2 separate regions of the Bactrocera dorsalis genome follow, and region 2 is linked to region 1. The links are chromatin contacts, called in public Hi-C maps. All regions are on one chromosome and are shown on one strand. Each heading gives the region's core, a stretch centred on a gene start, on an enhancer-like site or on the middle of the called end of the contact. The rest is flanking DNA. Distances are from core to core; before and after follow the strand shown. Region 1 overlaps LOC105226019 (PH and SEC7 domain-containing protein). Region 2 holds the start of LOC105226019 (PH and SEC7 domain-containing protein).

The links. Hi-C and Micro-C count contacts between places; a contact is called where the count stands out from the background.
Region 2: a Hi-C map of whole body shows a contact between it and region 1, with 5 times the contacts expected there. The contact joins the promoter of LOC105226019 here to the enhancer-like site in region 1. A contact is called at or near these places in 2 of 2 Hi-C or Micro-C datasets (both in whole body).

The regions. Positions count from the first base shown.
Region 1 is chr2:101,242,758-101,246,482 of ASM2337382v1, forward strand. It overlaps LOC105226019 (PH and SEC7 domain-containing protein), which reads right to left. Exons shown (of 18, transcript XM_049447734.1): 3 at 3,366-3,419; 4 at 2,463-3,295; 5 at 1,078-2,388. Among protein-coding and RNA genes, the nearest start is that of LOC125776268, 5.8 kb to the right of the region's middle. Within about 2 kb of position 2,139, the one cell type or tissue checked has open chromatin away from gene starts, as enhancers often do.
Region 2 is chr2:101,278,562-101,282,286 of ASM2337382v1, forward strand. LOC105226019 (PH and SEC7 domain-containing protein) reads right to left here and starts at 1,766. Exons shown (of 18, transcript XM_049447734.1): 1 at 1,311-1,766. The coding sequence starts at 1,445.

The sequences.
Region 1 (3,725 bases), core at 889-3,388:
AATGAATTAAAATTGTAACCGTTATGAATTTGTAGAACACAAGTGGTTTTATTTTATGTATGTGTGTTTTTGAAATTATTTTTGTTTGCATAAGGACATTATTTTTTTTATAAAAAAAGGCAATTATGTTTAGAAGATAGTGGAAAAGAGGAAAAGAAATAAAAAAAAGACATAACAATGTTAGAGAGTGGCATAGACAAAGTGTAGAAATATTAGTAGTAGTACTAAAAGTATTAAAACAAGAGTTTTAACAGCAGTTTAACAGTTCAACAGCAAGAATTTTGAGTTGTAAAATTTTAATTGTTATTGTAGTTGTTATGAAAAATGAAAAATTTAACGTAACGATTACTTATAAACAGAGTATTAAAAATAATGAAATTTACGAATGAATAAAATACTACAAATGAAAAACTTTTGGTGTTTTTTTTTTTTTGCAAAAAATCACAAAATTTGTAAGAGTTGCTCGAATGTGACAACAAACTACCAATAAAACAAAAAAATAATAATAATAATTTTACAAGCAATGATTTGAACAAACCTATGCAATACGCACAACAGTGAGAATAATGACATAATTTTGCTAACAGACGTTTTTGGTTTACCAACAAGCATTCAGATAAGAGAAACTTTCTAAGTTCTATTAAAAATAATAAATTCTAAAATTTTCAAAAAGAGTCAAAATTAAACTTCATATGAAAAATAGGCTTAGAAACTAAATCGTATTTTAATATTAAATATGTATATATATAAAATTTAATTCGATAAATAACTTATTTACAAAATTTGTTCGTTTATTTTTCAGTAACTAATTAGTAGTTTTTTCATATTCAGATATTGTTGAGAAATACCCACTTAAATGGTATACATGTTTCTGATTTTTAGACAAGTTATAAAACATATTTGATAAATTTCGACACTTTCGTATATGCACTATGCCTATTTGTATAAGTAAAAAGTTAATTTGATTCGTTTTGCCTTCCTATAATTATAAACGCCCAATTTACTCCGCGATATTAATATTTTCCACACACTTATAGCATATTTTTCATTATAATTTACGCCACACACACAACTTACCTGCGAATCTTCTGAGTCATGCCTCGTATCGAGCAGTGTATTCAGTGAACTATTCACATCCTCATCAATATCGATCGGTATCACTGCAGCCATGCCTTCACGCTGCACCTGCTGCAGATGATCCTCAGACTTACTGGTACGGAATCCAGCGGAATCACATGTACGCACGACACCATTGTGTCGCCGCACCACAACATCGTGAGCAACACCACCACCACCTACTGCACCCATGCTAGTGGGTTCTGGGCTGGTGGGAACTGAATTCGCTGTGTCCTTGTCAATTAATGGCGTAGACAGTGAAATCGGTGAGGTGGGCACGGAGAATGAAGTTTCATCGGGTGAGGTGTTTATACCAGTTAAGCCGTCGCTCTTCACCGTCGCCGATGAAGAACTCGAGCCACCTGAACCACGTTGCTGTTGCCGTTTTTGCTGATGATGATGGTGATGATGATAGCCACCGGCGTAATGTTGGTTCGCACAATCGACTGCATCGCCGATGCCACCTCTGGCGCGCACCACATTTTGTGCATGTTTGTAATGTGCAGCGGCAGCTTTTTGCTTAAGTGCGCGCAAACGTTGCTTCGCCGATGCCGATGTCAATGAATTTGATGAGTAGTCTTCGTCTTCATGTTCGGCGCCACAACCGTCTTCATCTTCGGCATCGAAATCCTCACCTTCGACATCGTCGTCCTCGTCGTCGCCATAGTTCGTTACCAGACATTGACGATCGCTGGCGTCATCATCGCCACACACATCGCCCGCGCCAAGGCCACCGCTATTGTACGTTTCGATATTGGTGATGTCATAGTGTGTTTGATCCTCCTCGTTTTCTTCCATGTCAACGACCTCATCTTGATCGTAACTGCTGCGCTGTTGATAATGACTGTATTGGTGTCGTCGTGTTGAATGGTGTTGATGTTGCTGATATCGTTGTCTGCGATTATTGTCACCACCTGCCTCTTCATCGTCACGCTCTAATTCTTCGCACAATAACAGCGTATCGTCTTTGCGTGGATCGCTGTTAACCACGCCCACACCGCCCGCGCCACCACCACCACCACTGTTACTGTTGTTGTAGCTGTTATTAATACTATCCAACTGTTGCTGGAGCAAATGATGGTGAGGCTGTTGGTGTCTTCGCTTGCCACGATCTTTGTGGTGGTGAGCTGACTCCGAACTGGCCGTGTGAGTGGGCGAGTCCACCGATGATGAGGATGTGGGCGAAGATTCACCAGAAGCACGAGGCGCCAAAGCGCCGTTAGCGCGCGCAGCCACGACCGCACGTTGTGGTGAGTCACGCAAACTGTCGATCTGTAAGGAAATTAAATTAAGGGCAAATTAAAAAAAACCGCTAAAAGAAGAATATTTCAACTTAAGCTACACACTTTTTTTGCGTGCCCTGGCAGTAGGTTACTACTTTGAGATGTCCTTGACAGATTCAGTATCAGTTCACCAGTCATCATGTATGCCTCAAAGCGTGGCGCCTTCGCTGGCTGCGGCGGCGCCGAGTTTGGCTCAGCGTCACGCTCCTTCTGCTGCAGTGCCGCCTGTTGCTGCTGCTGCTGAGTGAAACGTGTGCTGCCGCCGCTATAACTATTTGAATGCTGTAAATGGGCACCACCACCACCACCACCACTCACACAACCGCCGGTGACTGGGGCTATCGGCGCAATTACTGGCGCGTTACCGTTGGTGGCTGCCGGGCCAGCCTTTGTTGGAATTTGTGATGGTCGCGGTCGCTTATGCTGGGGCGAATGTTGTACGGGTGGCTTTTGTGGCGCTTTCAGCGCCGTTGGAATACGTGATGGACGAGATGTGGGCGATGTACAGGTGGCGCCGCCCGCACCACCACTCGCTGCAGTAGTATTTATATCACCAAATTGTAGCTGTGCTGATGAAGCGGAAGAGCTGCGACTGTGATTGCCCTGTGGTTGTTGTTGTTGGCTGGTCAACGCAGGCGTCGGCAGCGAACCCTGACGGTGTGGCAAGTGAGTGGGCGATTTGGCGTAGCGTATCGCAGGCGAAGACGATGAATTGGAATTGCTGTTGTGTGGCGGTTCGTAAGAGTCTTGCAGTGACAACGAGCGGTGGTGAGTTGTGGGAGATCGACAGCTCGATGCCTTGTAATCATAAATATGCGGAGATGGTTCGATGTCTTCGTAATGGGGATTTTTCGTATTGGCCAGTTGCTCTTTGAGTCGCGCTTTTAGTTTGGGATCTGCGATTTTAGAATGGTATGCATGAAATTTTTAAATGAAGGCGAGGAAAATTGGCAAATATCCACTTACCACGACGCAGCTCTAACGTGACCGAATCATCGGATAGCCTTAAGCACTTGAGAACTATGAGAAAATATAAGGTTAATTTTCTTTGAAATATATTAAAAGCGAAAACCGTCTTTAATGTGGAATTTAAATTTATACTGCTTCAAAATAATAAGTTTTTAAATAAAATTTTAAAAAGAGATAAGAATATATTTATTTAAAAAAATTTCTGATTCAAAAATCAATCAGTTTGTACATATAGCATATGGTAGTCCGATATGAACAATATATTCCGAGATAGTAGCAATATCTTGAACAATCATCCATGCCAAAATTTGTATTTTGTCAAATAAAAAAATTGTCCATACAATAACTTGATGGCGA
Region 2 (3,725 bases), core at 516-3,015, 35 kb after region 1:
TTTTTTTGGGTTTTCAAAATATTTTTATCAGAAAGCTGAGAGTTTTTATATAAAATTGTATAACTTCAAAAATTTTTTGCACTCAAATTTCAGGTCGTTAGAAAATAAAAGAAATAGTCATTTTTTTGTTTGATCGGAATACGGGTACAAAAAACCATTTTGCCAATTAATGGAATGGTCCATATATTTATGTAGACACATACATATGTAAATAGATACACAAATGGGGTTCATGAAAATCCTGAATTTGCGTAAACCAACAAAGTGTTGAATAGAAGTCTGTATGAATCTTTGATTGTCATTAATAACAAGTCATAAATCGATAGTGCCCAACGTTGAACAAAACAGCTGTTTGGCAAGTGGTCACCAAAGTTCGGCTGAATAAAACAGATTAGAATTACCACATTTTTATTGTATGATTTCCAATTAGAATTTAAAATTAAAAAAAAAAATTCAATCGTATGTACATATGTATATGAAATAAATTGTCATAATGAAAGTGACGACGTAGCAACAGGAATCCGCCAAAGCATAGTCAACAAAGAAAATATTGTGGTATGAGTTGCAAAATAATAACAAGTTCGAGTTGGTTTGCATAATTTTTTTAATGTACCAATGACTAAACAAATGCAGTAAACTAAAGTGTAAGCCCTAGGGGAAAGCAAAAATGTTCTTAAGATCATGTAAAACAATGACAAGTGAATAGATATTGAATCAATTAATAAAAAATAACTACTGATATGATGAGAAAGTTGTGAGCAATGAGTTAAAAAGAATACAATGCTATAGCAGTAAGCCACTGACATTTGGTAATATTTAAAAAATTCCAAAATTTTATTTATATACATACACACATATGTATGTATATACATACATTTTTATTGTCTGGCGCAATTGCTTGTATCTTCAATATACCACTTTCGATTCCAATTCGGTCATTTAATTTTTTTAATTCTAATTGGAAATCACACAACAAAAATACGTACATTGCAACAACAATTTCAACTGCAAAGACAATACACTGACAGCGATACAGTCGGTAGATAACACACAAAAAAAAATAATTCCATAAAGATGAAGTCATTTCAAACTAATTCTGCACACACTTATACACGCATGGAAAGGAGATTTAAATTGAACAGTAATTTCGTTAAAAAAATTTCGAAAAAATGCAAAACGGTTTGGCATAATTAAAAGGCAGTACTAAATATATAACACAAATACTTTGTAAAGTTAACTTGGACACGTTTTATTATAAAATGTAACAGAAGTGTTAGAACAATAAAATAAAATAAATCATTTCTACTTACCGCACTATCGGCGGCCGGTGAATTCTCGTGTATTTCATATATTACATGCGGCGGTCCCGTGGTGCCCAATAGCGAAAACCCAAAACCGGAATGCTCATTACGCCGCAAAACCACTTTCAGTTCCTCGGCGGCCATTATTATGCCGCAACTGAAGCTACTATTGTCGCTGTTACAAATCCAACTGCTCAAGTTGCTTTTGTTGGCGAAGGTGCACAAATACGGACTGTTGACCACTGCACAAAGTGCGATCACAATGCCTATTTGATTTGGATGGTTAAAACCGCCCGTTTTAGACTACTACTTAATGTTATTCAACTTTATTACTTTGAAATTTCAATTTCGATTACATTCACTAATGAAAAGTGACATCCGTAACTAACGTTATGTGTTTTTCGGCACAAGAAATGTCTAATATTATTTTATTCAACTTTATAATTTCATGTACTCTGCTGTTCTGTGCTTTGGCGTCCGACTACTTCATTACTTTGTTTTGTGCATTTTTTTAAGTTCTTCACAAAATAAAACACTTTTTACAATAACATTCACAACAACTAACTTGGCTATTTCTTTCTTTCTTGTCTTATAATATTTCGTGCTGATGAATTCGTAGTGCTTGACTGGATTTTTGGGCTTGGTCACAATGCTGTCGACGTCACCGACGCTGTTGCCGCCAGCAACGTTGTTGATGTCGCCGACGTTGACGACGACGACGTTATTTAGGCAGCCGGCAGCGAAAAGCCAATAAACGTCTTGTTGCTTTTCTTGCTTTCCACTCTTTCTCCAAATATTACTTCGCGTTTGCTGCGCACTCTTTCGCGGCGAACAAACACAAACACCGAATTGTATTGAAGCAATGGCGCATCGTAGTAGCTGCTGAAATTTGCCACGGTCGATTGTTTGTTCGTTTACTTTAAACGTTCTTTTTGTTTTATTTGAAAATATGTAATTTGAGGCCTTTAAAATTTAATGGTTACTAAACGGGGTTTTCCAGGATAAGATATTTTTTCTCTTCTTTTATTTATATTATTTAATGTTGCCCTTACCTGGGTGTAACCAAGAAGCTTTGCACTTTGGCTTCTGCGTACAACATACTGTATAGCTTCTGAAATTTGTTTATTTTTACACATATAACTACATTGCACACACATAGAAAAAATCGTAACCTTTTCACTTCACTTACTTAAACTATTTGCGATTTAATAACTTTCAATTTAATTCATTTTCCACAACAAATTTCAATGGGTTTACTTCTTCACTATTACTCCGATTGCCGCTGTTCGTGTCGATTTACTTCGTCCGCTGTTAGGCTGAAGAAGCGTCGTCGCCTAAGCCTAAGTCGACATCAGCGGAACGTTGCAGTCGCCGTCAACGCTGAAGTTTTTCGGTCCGATATTCGCGTTTTATCCTCACAGTTCACGAAGGCCACTATATTGAATTTTTTATTTATATTTTGGTGATAATCACTTTATTTTAATTTCACTTGCATCAAAAACCAAATCCCCATTAAATTTGTCATGTATTTTCTTATTCTTTTTGCACATTATAGATTTTAAACCACTGAATTCGGTACGCGTACGCGACGTATAGTAAACACTTGTGTCGCATTCAACTTCTTTGACAGTAACGGCGCTGCTTAATTCGCAGTCGCGGCCAATCGGCAAAATTGCTGTCGTTGCATAGATTGCCCAGAGTTGAGTGAAAACGGAGTAAACAGTAATATTCAAATTAAATATATTTATCTATTATAATGAAGTTAATAATTTATACTAAAAAAAATAGATTAAACGTATATAAATGCGTATAAATTGCCCACTTTGAAATACATTGAACAATGAAAAAATTTAATGCGTTTTTACTAAACCAAGTTAATCAATAGATTTTCCGACAACTCTATTCTATTGGTTATATTTGAGAAGAGCGTAGAAACGTCAAAGATAAAGAATGAAGTGGGTTTTATAAGTAACGGATCAAAACAAGAAACAAATATTATGTTTTTAGCATATTAGTTACTAAAATTAAACTAACCTACTAACATATATTTGAAAATATATATTTATAAGGGATTAAAACGTGTGTATAATGTCTGCATATCTATATATATATTTATATTTATATAATGTGTAACACGATTCTAATTAGAGGATGCAATCGTAAACACCAACAAAATATATATAAATGGTCAAGGGTCAAACGTCAAAATCATATGCAGCATATGAATCGGCAGGTTGACTTTTGGTGTTTTCATGGAATAAGGGTGTAGCAAAAGTAGCCATTACCAATACCCTTTCCTACCTCCAAAATGTACGCATACAATAAATAAACATGGTCGTCTCTGGTGAGTAGGGCGAGAGGTCAAAACGGATTGCGCAAAACAAAATACGCTATAAAAATTATTTGTATTTTATATATCTATAT